Linked DNA regions of Mus musculus: all the other regions are linked to region 1. Evidence: chromatin contacts called from public Hi-C, HiCAR-type and HiChIP or PLAC-seq data. All regions are on one chromosome and are shown on one strand. The core of a region is the stretch at or near the end of the contact, and the rest is flanking DNA. Distances in the headings are between cores, read along the strand shown.

Evidence for each region. Hi-C and Micro-C count contacts between places; a contact is called where the count stands out from the background. HiCAR-type assays count read pairs that join an accessible place to other places. HiChIP or PLAC-seq counts read pairs in DNA pulled down with a chosen protein or histone mark.
Region 2: a HiCAR-type map of Th17 cells shows a contact between it and region 1, with 4 times the contacts expected there. The contact joins two enhancer-like sites. A contact is called at or near these places in 1 of 39 promoter capture datasets (liver), 1 of 15 datasets of contacts at CTCF or cohesin (CD8 T cells), 1 of 484 Hi-C or Micro-C datasets (liver), 5 of 115 datasets of contacts at active chromatin or transcription factors (the 230-238 cell line, CD8 T cells, Th17 cells and 2 more) and 3 of 9 other capture datasets (adipose tissue, embryonic stem cells and liver).
Region 3: a BATF HiChIP or PLAC-seq map of CD8 T cells shows a contact between it and region 1, with 13 read pairs. The contact joins two enhancer-like sites. A contact is called at or near these places in 14 of 39 promoter capture datasets (the 3T3-L1 cell line, 3T3-L1-derived adipocytes, the HPC-7 cell line and 9 more), 1 of 15 datasets of contacts at CTCF or cohesin (the NIH/3T3 cell line), 3 of 484 Hi-C or Micro-C datasets (Th1 cells, adipose-derived mesenchymal stem cells and liver) and 4 of 115 datasets of contacts at active chromatin or transcription factors (CD8 T cells, intestinal villus epithelium, microglia and 1 more).
Region 4: a Hi-C map of B cells shows a contact between it and region 1, with 1.5 times the contacts expected there. The contact joins two enhancer-like sites. A contact is called at or near these places in 3 of 39 promoter capture datasets (the C10 cell line, macrophages and pre-B cells), 5 of 484 Hi-C or Micro-C datasets (B cells, the G1E-ER4 cell line, Th1 cells and 2 more) and 5 of 115 datasets of contacts at active chromatin or transcription factors (CD8 T cells, bone marrow-derived dendritic cells, large pre-B cells and 2 more).
Region 5: a contact with region 1 is called in a BATF HiChIP or PLAC-seq map of CD8 T cells, with 9 read pairs. The contact joins two enhancer-like sites. A contact is called at or near these places in 4 of 39 promoter capture datasets (the HPC-7 cell line, liver and pre-B cells), 9 of 484 Hi-C or Micro-C datasets (the AML12 cell line, B cells, the G1E-ER4 cell line and 4 more) and 4 of 115 datasets of contacts at active chromatin or transcription factors (CD8 T cells, bone marrow-derived macrophages, effector CD8 T cells and 1 more).

What each region holds. Positions count from the first base shown.
Region 1 is chr2:102,737,682-102,740,394 of GRCm38.p6, forward strand. It overlaps Slc1a2 (solute carrier family 1 (glial high affinity glutamate transporter), member 2), which reads left to right. Exons shown (of 11, transcript NM_001077514.4): 3 at 96-248; 4 at 2,008-2,258. Among named protein-coding and RNA genes, the nearest start is that of Gm13872, 7.7 kb to the right of the region's middle. Within about 2 kb of position 1,375, at least 28 of the 459 cell types and tissues checked have an H3K27ac peak or open chromatin away from gene starts, as enhancers often do. A contact at or near this core is called in B cells, CD8 T cells and Th17 cells, where this site is marked.
Region 2 is chr2:102,978,002-102,980,714 of GRCm38.p6, forward strand. No RefSeq gene overlaps it. Among named protein-coding and RNA genes, the nearest start is that of Gm34483, 38 kb to the left of the region's middle. Within about 2 kb of position 1,335, at least 31 of the 459 cell types and tissues checked have an H3K27ac peak or open chromatin away from gene starts, as enhancers often do. A contact at or near this core is called in CD8 T cells and Th17 cells, where this site is marked.
Region 3 is chr2:102,947,330-102,950,042 of GRCm38.p6, forward strand. The region is part of intron 2 of Gm34483 (a long non-coding RNA gene); the gene reads left to right. Among named protein-coding and RNA genes, the nearest start is that of Gm34483, 7.6 kb to the left of the region's middle. Within about 2 kb of position 1,347, at least 124 of the 459 cell types and tissues checked have an H3K27ac peak or open chromatin away from gene starts, as enhancers often do. A contact at or near this core is called in CD8 T cells, where this site is marked.
Region 4 is chr2:102,911,824-102,914,536 of GRCm38.p6, forward strand. No RefSeq gene overlaps it. Among named protein-coding and RNA genes, the nearest start is that of Cd44, 12 kb to the left of the region's middle. Within about 2 kb of position 1,373, at least 49 of the 459 cell types and tissues checked have an H3K27ac peak or open chromatin away from gene starts, as enhancers often do. A contact at or near this core is called in B cells and CD8 T cells, where this site is marked.
Region 5 is chr2:102,872,731-102,875,443 of GRCm38.p6, forward strand. All of the region lies in intron 1 of Cd44 (CD44 antigen), which reads right to left. Among named protein-coding and RNA genes, the nearest start is that of Gm23731, 24 kb to the right of the region's middle. Within about 2 kb of position 1,336, at least 91 of the 459 cell types and tissues checked have an H3K27ac peak or open chromatin away from gene starts, as enhancers often do. A contact at or near this core is called in CD8 T cells, where this site is marked.

The DNA.
Region 1 (2,713 bases), core at 125-2,624:
AAAGATCACAACCACTGGAAGGAATCTTTAGAGCTGTTTGTTTCACTAGGGAAAAAAAAAACCCTGAATTCAGGTTGCCTCTTTCCCTTCAACAGGTGTCATCCTGGGAGCAGTGTGTGGCGGGCTGCTTCGCTTGGCATCGCCCATCCACCCTGATGTGGTCATGTTGATAGCCTTCCCGGGGGACATACTCATGAGGATGCTGAAGATGCTCATCCTCCCTCTTATCATCTCCAGTTTAATCACAGGTGAGAGCTCCTTCCCAGTGCCTGCCCACCTATGGCGAAGCCCAGTGCTGGCTTCCGGGGATCAAAGTAGACTTTCTTTATGGCTGAGTCAGTGGACTCCACTCTATATCATTGCATCTCTGATGGCTTTCCTGTCTCTGAAATAGGAATCATTGATCCTAAAAAGAAAGACAATAGATCTGTCACTCACTTTACCTTTCCTTCTAACAGTCAAGGATTCAAAGGAACAGCCATGTATTGAAAGTGATACTATCTTGCTATTTCATTTTTAATATTCTCAGCATATTGGAAGATGATAGAGATTGTAAATGAAAAAATACACTGCTTTTATTATTTACTTGGGCATTTAGGAAGATATGAATTGAAAAGAGATTAAATGCTAGACATGAAAGCTGAAGGTGTTTTAATAGAAAGATATACTTAATATGTGATAACATTCTTTCTTATATTTTTTGGCTAAAATAATTCATTGATTTGATTTTTTTTCCTATGTTTGAACTCATGCTAATAATTTTTTTCATATAAGACAATGTTATTGGAACAGGGCATGATGTATTGCTTAGTGTCCAGTTTGGAGTTGATAGTGGGGGGCTCCAAGCTGGTCATAGCTAGTTGCCAATGAGTTTGGTGGCCTTCAGAGCTATCCTCTGCACTGATAGACTTGGAGGTTCAGTGACTCCAGCTGACTCCCACACTGGGCCAATTGTCCCATCCTTACACCAGAAACACTAGCTTTCAGGTTTAAGTGTTCAGGAACCTGAATTTCTTATCATTAAGCTTTGGGGTTGAATGGATCCGTGCTTCTCTCCAGACCAGAGAAGATGTTTTCAGGCCTATTCAATATATTATATGCAAGCCAGCCTGGTAGAAAGACCCGGCTTCCTTTGCCCAGATTTAGCCTTTGGGTTCTAGAGAGAAATTGGTCATACATGGGTCACATTAATTCAGAGAAATCCACACCAACATCCTCCCTAGCATGAAAAAAAGGACAGATCCCCAGAAATGGGTTCTATCTCTCCATTTAGTAAAGGTAGGAACTGAAACCAGGAAGTAGGCACACTGAAGAAACAGCTGGAGAAAAAGCCCCAGCGGAGGCTGAGGTCTGTATGACTTGACTTGGAGTTTCCTCTGACTGCCCTCAGTACAGATGCTGCACATAGTGCTGGCAGCTGCTTCTCATATGTGCTCTCCAATAGCCACATGAGGTTAGACATGAGAACCACCATGCTTCAACACAGGGGTGTGGGAGGATCATGCTGGGTCTCCATTTCAGTCTCTTGTAGTATATTCTAAAGACATTTGACCATGACCTTGATGTCCCAGCTTTTGATTCTCCTAAATGAGGACAATGAATAGTAATAATAACATATGATCGAAATGCTATCCTTGGCTTAACCATTGCTTCAGAGAAGACCATTGAAGGTCATGAAAATGGAAAAGACATCATTATCTTAGACTTAAAAATGGAAAACTCTTCAATATTATTTTCACATATATACTAGTGATTGACATTTAGGTTGAAATCAGCGATATGTAAACTATGAGTCACCGACTCCCCAGGTTCTCAAGAATCTCAAAAATAACCCCAGAAAATAGAAATGTAAAGTGTGGAATTTGGTCACATATTTAGTCAGAGGAGTGCTAGTTAACCACTAATAGATCTGAATGATAGGAAGCCAGGGGGGTTGTAGATGTGTAGAGATGGGGACATGAATAGAAAAGAACAGAACTGATCTTTGTGGATTTCTTTTAAACCCAGGGTTGTCAGGCCTGGATGCTAAAGCCAGCGGCCGCCTAGGCACGAGAGCTATGGTGTATTACATGTCCACGACCATCATTGCCGCCGTGCTGGGGGTCATCCTGGTGTTGGCCATCCACCCAGGCAATCCCAAACTCAAGAAGCAGCTAGGGCCCGGGAAGAAGAACGACGAGGTGTCTAGCCTGGATGCCTTCCTGGATCTCATTAGAAATCTCTTCCCGGAGAACCTGGTGCAAGCCTGTTTCCAGCAGGTAACCCAAATCCCCGGGGTTATCCCTGTCCAATCTCTCACCTCATCCGTGATGATTCAGAGACCGTTTCAACTCTGATAGCAGTTTTCTAAACGTGCTCTGATCTCTGTCAGGCTTGAGTGTTTCGTGATATGCTCTGGAGTATTCTAAGGCTAGAATCAGATCACCTCATTTCTGGAATATTTGTTGCCTATAACCTTAATATCATTCTGAGATTCACCTTTTCCTTTCTTCTTTTTGCTCCTGTCTCTCAGTTGCACACAGACACTCTTTTACCGGTCTTGTTCACAACCCTCTAAATTGCCCAGTGCTTCTCAACACTATTCTAAAGCTCTGTGTCGCCCTGAAAGGAAAAAGTGCCTGACGTAATCTGTCCTACAAATTGAGAATCTGTAACTCATCCTCAAGATAAGACAGGGGAGTGAGTGTAATTTTTTAGTTGTGAAAACATCACA
Region 2 (2,713 bases), core at 85-2,584, 240 kb after region 1:
CTGTTATGTGTGAAGACAAAGTTGTTTATTATTTATTTACTTCCTTATTTATTATGTTTTAGGGAAATCCTCAGTTACTGTATGAAAACAAGAAAACAACATCATCTAATTTAGTCCTCTTAAATTGAAAGCTCCTTGCCGGTGAGATGGCTCAGTGAGTAAGAGCCCTGACTGCTCTTCCAAAGGTCCTGAGTTCAAATCCCAGCAACCACATGGTGGCTTACAATCGCCCATAAAGAGATCACATGGTGGCTTACAATCGCCCATAAAGAGATCTGACACCCTCTTCTGGTGGGTCTGAAGACAGCTACAGTGTATTTATTTATAATAATAAATAAATCTTTGGGCCAGAGCGAGCAGGGCTGACCAGAGTGAGGGGGGTTGATCAGAGCAAGCAGAGGTCCTAAATTCAATACCCAACAACCAATGAAGACTTACAACCATCTGTACAGCTACAGTGTACTCACATACATAAAATAAAAAAATAAATCTTTTAAAAAATACTCCTTCCCTGTGTGTATTTTATACTAGTGAATACTGTTTAAAGATACACTATTCAAATTGCTAAAACACTATGCAAATTGTGTTATATATTTTTAAATGGCACATAAATTATTCAATGTGTTTAGACACATTATGTATGCAGTCTGTAGGCAATATTGGATATATATATATGTGTGTGTGTGAATGTGTGTATATATGTGCACATATATGCACATATGTATACACAGACATACATATATCTTATATATCTATGTATACACATACACATATATATGTGTGTATATATATATATATATATATGTATATGTATATATAGAGAGAGTGAGAGAGAGAGAAAGAGAGATTCTAATATGTGTGTGTGTTTATGTACGGAGAGGGAGGGAGGGAGAGAGAGATATCAGTATACCAGTAACTCTCAGCTATCTCAAAGCCTATTCATAACCACCAGCTAGGAAGAGTGAACTTAAGAAATCTAAATAAATAAATAAATAAATCCTATAGTTAGAATTCATTTCCTTCCCTTTACTTCCAATCTTCTGTTTTCTGGGAAGTAAATGCTATAACAAAATGAGGAGTACAAAGAATACTGAGATAGAGAAAGATCTGTGAGAAAACAGATAGAGGATTGGAGGCAGAGTAGGTGTTCAATCATGATATAATCTATTAGCCTAACTGGCTTGTTTATTGGAGCTAATTCTTCATCAAACATAAGTGAGCAAGTCTTTGCTCCAGGGTCCTACTCACTCATGGGCTGGGGCCTTTCCAGTAGGGTTCCTTGTGGTCAAGAGCTGGTAACAAAGGAGGTTCCCTGATTACCTCATAACAGCTACTCTGAGGACAGTTATTGGAGGAAGGCCTGAATAATGTCTCCATTTGCCACACCCAGCATTTCCTCCTGAAACCATAGGCCATTTGGTCCATCAAGGATAGGAAGACAACATTGTACTCTATAAATGACAGTGGGAAGCTTCCTTGGGAAATAGGCTATCACTGGTCCAGAGAGAAGATGGTAATCAGATGGGAACATAATTGTACTGGCTGATGGGCTGATGGGCAAGGGGCTCCCAGGCTATGGGACTGTGTTCAGTTTGAGCAGAATGTCCTGCTAAGAGCACATCTGAAATAAGATCAGAGAAGCGCTTGCTGCAGGAGTCTGGCTACAATCTGTGATCTATACTATGTAGTCTTGAGTGTTGATGACTCACTGCAGGGTGCAGAGGGCAAATTGTTCAGAGAAGAGTGAAGTAGTAGAGGGCATGGAGCTCTGTGGGCTATCCCAAGTCACACCTGAGCTGCTGGAGCCCCTTCTCTTAGCCTAGAAAATGAGAATATGTTAACACAAGGCACATATAAGAGGCTGGGATGGGTCAAGTTAGTGAGAGCTGTCTGAGGAATCTAATCTAAGAACGAGGCCATATCCTATTTTCTGACTTCAAACACTGAGTCAGTACTCTCCAAAGATGTGCTGGGAAGCCAGCACAGTGGTTTCCAGACAGAGGAGAGAACAAATGAAAGGAAACACAGAGGGCCAGTGCAGCCCTACCTCTGCACCCAGCCCTACCCTGCACCCAATCTACCCCTGCACCCAGCCCTACCCCTGCAACCCAAACTTACCCCTGTACCCAGCCCTACCCCTGCACCCAGCCCTACCCTGCACCCAACCTTACCCCTGCACCCAGCCCTACCCCTGCAACCCAAACTTACCCCTGTACCCAGCCCTACCCCTGCACCCAGCCCTACCCTGCACCCAACCTTACCCCTGTACCCAGCCCTACCCCTGCATCCAGCCTTTCTTGTTTGCCTTCTACATCTGAAGTTTATATAAAACGACACCAAAGAAAGGCTCTTTGGTGAGAACAGATGAACAGGTAAACACAGTTCATATCTGGATGTGACTAAGAACCTCACAAGAGTTTATGCATCTAGGAAAGCAACTCAATATAGAGACAGATAGATGAGAGGATTATTTTGATATTTTAATTAATTTTATTCTTTGTCAAAAGGTCACTCCACCTCTGGTGGATTCTCATAGCCTTTCTTGTGATAGCAAGGAGTTCAGTAAATGAAGGAATTATTTCCCATCTTGTACATTATGAATCCATGTCAGCACATTTTTTCAGCTCCAGAGCCTCTAAGATGCTGATATCCCTATCCTCACCTATTTCTTCCTCTGAAGTAGGGATGGGTCATGGGGATACAGTGAATGGGT
Region 3 (2,713 bases), core at 97-2,596, 210 kb after region 1:
TTCTGGGTGCTCTCAGTCACCTCCAGGATGTGTTCCGAGTTTATCAATATCTTTCTATACTTCCACAGTTCCCTCTCCAGAGAAAGCTTGACCCCGAGGAGCGAGGAAGGCAAAGCCTGACATTTGAAGGCTTGATTCTTCCTCTAATTCACTTATCATTCTCATTCCTTCCAGGGAAAGAAGGAATAGATTTGTCATAAACCCTTCTTATTACTCTCTCCTCAAGATATCCCTTCCCTTTACAGAATATAACCTGATGTGGTCAGTTCCTTGGGAGCCATATTGGTGTGCCCATTATGTCTTCAAGCCTACTTCAATACGGGCATGCTAGCCTGGTTCCTCTGCTACTTGCAGGCTCTAGTTTTTCACTGTACCCTGCATGACAGAAAGACTAAGAGGTCTCTAATCTCAGACTTCACCCTTGACTCAATAGCCTTCCAAAGACCTGCCTCCTAATATGATTAACCTTGAAAGGTAAATTTCAACAAGAGAACCCAGTGGCAACAGACATCTAGTCACTGCATTGGGGTATAACTTAGAACATACAGGGGAAAGGAAATGGAGTTGATCAATTAGAACTTCGGATCACAGCGATCTTACAAAGTTGTGGCCAGCCCAGTGGGGGAATTCCAGAAAAAAGACTGCTCACTCACTCAAGAAATTTATGATTTAAAGAAATGCCTATGCTCTGGCATGTTCAGCCGTTGTCTAGTGGGTGTCTGGGAGACACAGATGCGCTCAGCTTTGAAACCAGAGATATGCTCCATGCCAAGGCTGGAGGCTGTAAGCTGGTCACAGTCCATACAGCTACAAGTTAACTTTTTCAGAGACATCAAACAGCCTCTAAGGCTGTTGTGGAGGCCTCTGAAGCCCAATGGATTGGGAGACCTGATTTTGTGGGTTTTAATAGGTTTAAATATGCCCTATATTCTTAAAGTCATTGCTAAAGATAACCTTAGCCCACATCCTCTGAACATTGGGTGAGGAGTATCCTCTGCAACCACAGCATAGTAACTGACCCAGATTTTACTTGAATATTACTCAAGACCAAGCTGACAGAAGAGAGTGTGGGGATAAATGCTTCAAACCCATGAACATGGTCTTCACAGGGTCTTGTACATTTTTGTTTAAGAAGCTTTATAACCCAGCCGCCACCCTTCCCCCCCCCCCAATTTCAGTTTTAATTCTTTGTTTGGAACCAACAAGTACCCAGCCGTTTAGTCTAAGCCTAGGTTTAACCAAGAAGGAGTTCTATTTGCTGCCAAGGAAAGTCAGTGGTTTGCTGATCGCACACTAACGTCAGTATCAGTGATGGTGATAGACGGCTGCAAATCTCTAGCAAAGAAACCTCCAGTGAGTCAGAGGCCAATCATCCAACTGCCTGCTCACCAGGTTTCCTTCCTGTGAGTCACTTTAAGAAGCTCAACTTCTTCTTTCTGCTTTCAGCCTTTCCTTGCCTCAATCAGTGGCAGTTCATGCCATATTATAATTCTGGGAGGTGTCAATAGGTAATAACTGGCTCTCTGTAGGACAGCTCTGAGAATGGAAATAGGAGACAAAAGATAAAATTAGGTGAAGCAAGATGAGATAACTCAGTTGGCAAACTGCTAACCCCATAAACAGGAGGGCCTGAGGTAAATGCCCAAAATCGACACAAAAAAGGTTGGCCATGGGGTCACACTTGTAATCTAAGCACTGAGAAGGTGGAGAGAGGTAAGTCCCTGAGGCTTGTAGGCCAGCCACCCTAACCTGTTTGGTGAACTCCAGGCCAATAAGACATCCTGCCTCAAAACACAAGGAGAAGACTACTGAGAAACAGCCCCTAAGGCTGATCTCTGGCCTCCCCGAGCATGGGTACATACACGCATGTGCAACCACATCCACATTTGCACACCTGCACAAACACATACTTGCAGGTATACAAACACATCGGGTAGGTGAGGAATGTGTTGTGCAGAGAGAAAGAACAAAAAGTCCCAGCAGTCTAGAAATTTCTTGCATCCTCAGAAGTTAAAACATTGTTGATTTATTCATAATCTCCTTGGGAATACTGCAGAGAGACAAAAGGCAGAGCTTCCATTGGGATTTGAACTTCACTTAACAAATAATTTTTTGGATAATAACGTTCAATGAAACATTTCAAGTGTTTTTTTTCCCTTTGTTTATCTAAAGCTTAACTTTTACTAGGTGTTTTATATTTTTTATTTGTTCAATCTGGTAACATTTCCCTACCTGGGAAATATTTTAATCACATTGTCTCATGGGGTGATAAGTGACTACATCAAATAGGAATTGGAGTGTATATGCCTATGTGCCTCTGATTTTACAGAAAGATGTGAGTCATTTGAGCATACTAACTCACTCTCTTGGTAGAGAACCTGGGTATCTCTGAGCTCTGGAAACTGACCACTGGCTCAAGCTCACCAGAAAATCATTGAAATTGGACTTGCCGTCATTGCCTTAGACTCTGCATGACAAGATGAGTGTGACTCTCACTAACATATGGAGTCTTCATCTTACTTTGATCCATGAGATGTTTTTCCATTCCATACAACTATTCTTCTGTTTGGGTCTCAAACTATACCTGGAACTCTGTAATTCAGCTGTGGTATTGGCACTCTAGCTGGATCTTCGATTCCTCTCCTTGCCTCTAAGTTCATGCTCTGGATGTGTCTCTAATACAAACACCTGAAACTGCAACGCTGACCCCCTA
Region 4 (2,713 bases), core at 123-2,622, 170 kb after region 1:
AGAGATAATAGATCTTAGCACTGTAGGTCAGAAAGGTGCTTTAGCACTCGGGCACTGGATCCAGATCCTGATGGCCAAATAGTTTGACTAGTCATCCTTTATCTCCCTCTTTCTTTTCCCCCTTCCTCCTTTCCTGGCCTAAGTCCATCCTCATGCAGTAACTCCTAACTGTCTCTTAAGACTCATTATTCTCAACATGTCAACTAACTCCAAACATCACTTACTTAGTGACCTTGGCTGTTTACTCTCTGCATTCAAGCTTAAGTTCCATATGTAAGGCTTTTTATGCCCATTGTGAGAGTCAAAGTGCACAATGTAACAATGTGTGTATTCTAGCTACTACAACAGGGTACAAAAAATAGTGGGTATTTCTGATGCATTCTTTCTCCAAATTTGATCTTTTTGTGACTTCCTAGGTACTTCCCTGCCCCACCTCTCATCTCACTTCCAGGTGGATTTCTCTTTTGTGCAGTGGATCTAATTTTGGTATTAATGAAGTCTGATCCAAAAATTTACAATGGCTTTAGCAAGTGGGTATTTTAGGTTGGGCTCACCTTATGCTCGTCACCACGTCTGAATTATTTTGAAATGCTTCGCAAACATCCCATCTTTTAATCTGTAAATATTTCAGGATGGGTCTCTATGAGATACAGGCTACATGTGCCTGTTTGGGGGGGGGGGGGGGCTTGAAACTCGCCCTTTCTTCTGCACCTTAGTTCTTGTTGCACAGCTTGCTACCTCATCAGTCCGGGTTTGTCCCTTTCTCTTCCCCCACCCACAGAGTGTCAGCTCCTGGTGGCCTCACTTAGGCCCCAGATGTGTCTCTACTCTCACTACACACAATCTGGTGACTGGGTGAGTGGCTCTGGTGCAGGTTCAGGACAGCCCCTTCACACCACTCCCTTGGGGAAAATAAGCAAGCTTCTCTTGGTCCTTGCTGATCAGGAAGACATAATGACAGGGTTAAGACAAAATTCTGGTAATGCCTTGAATTCTGGGACAGGTTACACTATGAGTGGTTTTGGGCCCCAAGAAATACGGAACATGGAATTCATTATTGATGTTATCAACCAGACACCCAGAGAAGAGCTCTCACAGGATATCTCAATTAATTCTGTGCTGGAGGATGGCTAGTGCCACTTAAAGAATCAGAGGATCAGAAAAAATTTACTCAATTGTCCATACATATGTAGACAGAAAGGTATAGAATGTGATCTCAGCTGAAAGCCTCAGTCACGACACTGTGATGCTAGCCCCTATGGATGGAGGACAGGAGAAGACAAAGTAGCTGTGACACCTTCTTTATCATCTGAGAACTTTTCCCCTTCTCACACCTTGATGTTTGCTTCTCTTCCTGTACTTTACTCAATTGTACTTCACTTCCTCTAGAGAGCTGTTTGTGGTGTGTGTCTATGCCTCTTCTTTATCCTGTCTCATGCATGTCTCTGCCTGCACCTCGGGGATGCTGACAATAGCCCAGTCAAGCTACAGAAACCCTTCTGGAAACTCCAGGAACTAAGTGATCCAGAGTCAGGGTCAAGATTTCCCTTCCTTTGATGCTATGGGAACCTGTACTCAGGGCTACACTATCTGATTCAAGTTGAAACGTGAGCTGGTCCAAGAGAGGAAAGTGGAGGAGAGATGAGGAGAAGGTGGCTAGAGTTCAGACTTCTTGAAAATCAGGCTAACATCTGCAAGTCTGACGAGGCTGAGCTGTGTCCAAATCCTAACAATCCTCCCTCACATACACAGTTACCCTTCTGCTACCACTGAGCTAACTGGTATACACACAGGTATGCATGCATGCAGACGCACACACACATAAACATACATGCACATATATGCATACACATGCCATTTGCAGTCATACAGCTGGTTGCTAGAGAAAATAGAATAAAATTCAAACCATTTGGCCAGTGCTTCATTGACCAGATTTCAAAATAATTGCCAAAATGATTGAGCATATAATCTGCCATAGCATTTTACCAACTAGCTCTTCAACCTTTAAAAGTCACTCTATGAAAGAGATAGTACTCTTTTTGTTGAAGCTGAGGGACGAGACGCGTGAACGGTAAGACAGCTGCCATGTCATACAGTTGGTAAGTGGCAGAGGTAGGGGCTCACACTGTAGTGGGCATGGTCCAAAAACATTCATTCTTTCCCAGAGGCCATAATTAATGTATGCCAAGCCCACAGGATCTGTGTCATTTGTCTCATCCCTGAAATATTAAATTTCTGTTTGGGAGACCAAGTCAACATTTTGCATGTGTTGTTGAGAATGAACCGTTAAGTACATAGATGCCTGGGAACTGACAGAGCAGCAAGGCTGCTGGGATTATTTATGTGCGTTATCTGTGTGCTGCTGCAGTGGGAGATGCTCCATTCCCGAGCAACTGGGAAGTGGGGATTCAAGGAGCTTGTTCACGAGAGCAAGCTCAGGGTCTGACAGTCCTGAGTGCTTGCTGTAGTCCTGCAGTTCCTCCAGTGGAGGATTTTGAACAAGTAGCTCCGCCTACTTAAGCTTCAGTTCCCTTATCTGTGACACCAGGCTGATTCGATTCCAGCCCACCTTTCTGAGCTCTTTCCAGTAGACCAAGTCAGGATCTGGCTCATTGTCTAGTGTAGCTTCAGTGCTGGTGGCCTGGTAGCCTGGTGGCTTTATTGCTCTTGCTGTTGCTGTTATCATCGCTGTTTGCACAGCAGAAAGTAAGAG
Region 5 (2,713 bases), core at 86-2,585, 140 kb after region 1:
TTTAAATCCAAGGCTCTTTTACTGCCCTCTGACTTGCAGAGCTTACATCTTACACAGAAGATGACACAATTCATGAGCCTAGCTCTGCTGATTCTGATTAGAAGCAAGTAGGGAACGTGCCATTTTTCTTTAAAAAAAAACAACAAAAAACAAAAACATATTGGTAATTAGATCATCCATGATTAAAGGTAGGACAATAAAGGGCCTTAAACAAATTAGCTGTGAGAAACAAGAAAATAAAATTGAGAGCTTGGTCCCCTAGACCATTATGAAGAAAGCACAATCTCAGGGGACTTTAATTGCAGCATCCTGACTCCTGGTACAATGCTTCTAACAAAGTATATTTTATAAGATGTTTGAGCATGCTGTTCCCAATAAATCTACAACTCATGGCCAGGGAGCATCATTCCGAAGTACATCATGGGCAAGTCACTCTTTTTCCACTTGTGCGATGTCTTTGCAGCTCAGAAGTTTCCATCTGGGAACCATTCAAGCTGTATAGCCCCTGCTTCCACCAAACCTGCCAGTACAGAAGAAGGCTGGCAGCTTTCCCATTGCCCCTACACCACTTGTGCCATCGTCTGACTCCCATGTGACGGGTGCCTAATGAAAGAGTATATTGTTCAGCATCTACTTTTGAATGAGGCCAAAATCATTCTTGGTGCTAGATAGCCTTTGGCTGCCCACTGCAGACCATGAGTAACTAGTGACTCAGTCTCTCCCGGAATCATCCCCAAGGCGGGTGAAGTTTTAATGAGCAGAGAAGACAGTCATGCACAATCATATGGAGGGAATTTCCTTCAGAATTTGTCATGGGGTGCTTTTAGTTGAGCTATTCATCTCTTGGCACTCAAAGGGGAAAGGCACCCCAATATCTGGGGGCCTGGCTGGACACCCTGACCTCTCAGTCTCTAGTTTAAGGAACAAGGAGTCCATCATGAGCCAACAGGACTCTATGAAAGAGCAACCCCCTTAGAAGCTGTCACCCGGGCCATTCTGCCAAGTCCTCCAAATAGCCAACCCATTGCATAGTCTAGAGATGCCTTGAGTTGTTTTTAGAACGTGAGAAGAAGCCTTCTTCCTGCCTTTTGCTTCTGTGTTGGGTACATGGGCAGTAAGACCCTGCTGAAGATTTCCCCCCTTCTTCTGGATCTATCAAGGTGCTTGCTTGCCCCTAGTTTTATCTCACTAAATAGGAGTTCTGTAAGTCCAAGTCCTCCATGGGGAACAAGCCTCCAGGAAGACAGATGAAACAAGAAACCACAGTGTGTACCCTTGTGTGTTGCCATGGCAACCAGGAAATCCACTGGCCTTAACACCTTTGGTTTTTTGTTTTGTTTTGTTTTTTTTCCACTTTTGGATCTTATTGATTTAGCAGATTGACTAGCACAAACTCAGGATGTGGTTAAGTGGACTGACAAAGCAGCAGAAGGCCACATACGGTTTTTCCCGCTGCAGTTCGGAGAGGCAAGAACGACAGCTCCACTTTGTCTTGCAGTTATTTTTTTTTCTGGGCAGCTGTAATTACTTTGACATCATCTAATTAGAGTACACCTTCTGCACAAGTCTAGAGGCAGCACTTTGAAAGACTGGCAGATCAAGAGAGGGACCTCGTGAGAGACAAAGCAGAATAAGAAGCGGTTACTTGTTATTATCTGCACTTGAGAAGCGATCAGTGAGTCCTGGCATGCTGGTGAGCCAGTCTCCATCTAGAAGGAGGATGCACGGGTCACACCCAAATCCTATTCACTATAAGCTACGTGACCTTGAACTACTTGCAGTAGGATCTGTGACACATCTAGCCTTTCTCTCTCCTTCAGTAAAATGAGAATATGCTCAAAAGGCTTTGTATGGTTTTTTTTTTTTTATGGAAATAGCCTTATGCAATCACACACATGTCACCTGGAAAATCATTTTTAAGAGAATAGAAATCATAATACTAACTAAATAGTATAATCACTAGTCATGGGTAATCTCAAATCTAAATAAAACTAATTGATAGCATCAAAGCTAGGACATCTTCAGGACTTGTGAGATAAAAGGGCTCAGAGTATGGGTTTGCATACCTGAGGCACATTCAAATATCAGAAAGGGCCATAAAATTCCCACAGGAATAAAGACATGTGTTGGTGTCACTCTCTGTAGAACAGAATGCATCGTGTACTTTAGACCTGGATCACCTTGTTAATAGGACTTTATCTCATGAGATACGCAACACAAGCATACCAAAACAGTCCTTTGAAGCCTTAAGGGTCGGTACTATGCACCCACTTTACAGATGGAGAATTTAAGGAACAAGAGATGCAGGGAGAGTTTGATGAACATAGATGTTGCCTCAGATCTTCTGAGTCTACCTAGATCTTCTTGGGTTGATGCCAGGATAAGGAGGGGCAACAGCAGCATTTATAGAGCAGAGTAGTGCTCTATCTTTCTTTTGCTACCATGATGCACTGGAAAGATTCAGGATGGCTAAGACCAGTAAGTATCGTTATCTGAGGTGGAGCCAGAATGAGGGCTTTGAGATAGACCTAGAGCCTGAATCCACCTTGTTTAGTCTCACCTCAGTACCTAGCCTACCCCTCCAGTTACCCTGGCCCTCTCAAACTCCCCTATGGGAATATCTAAACCAGTCTGGAAAACTCTGAGGTAGAGGCCAGTCATTACATGATACTCATCATTTGGTCAGTCTTAACTTGAAAGTGCCAGGAAAATG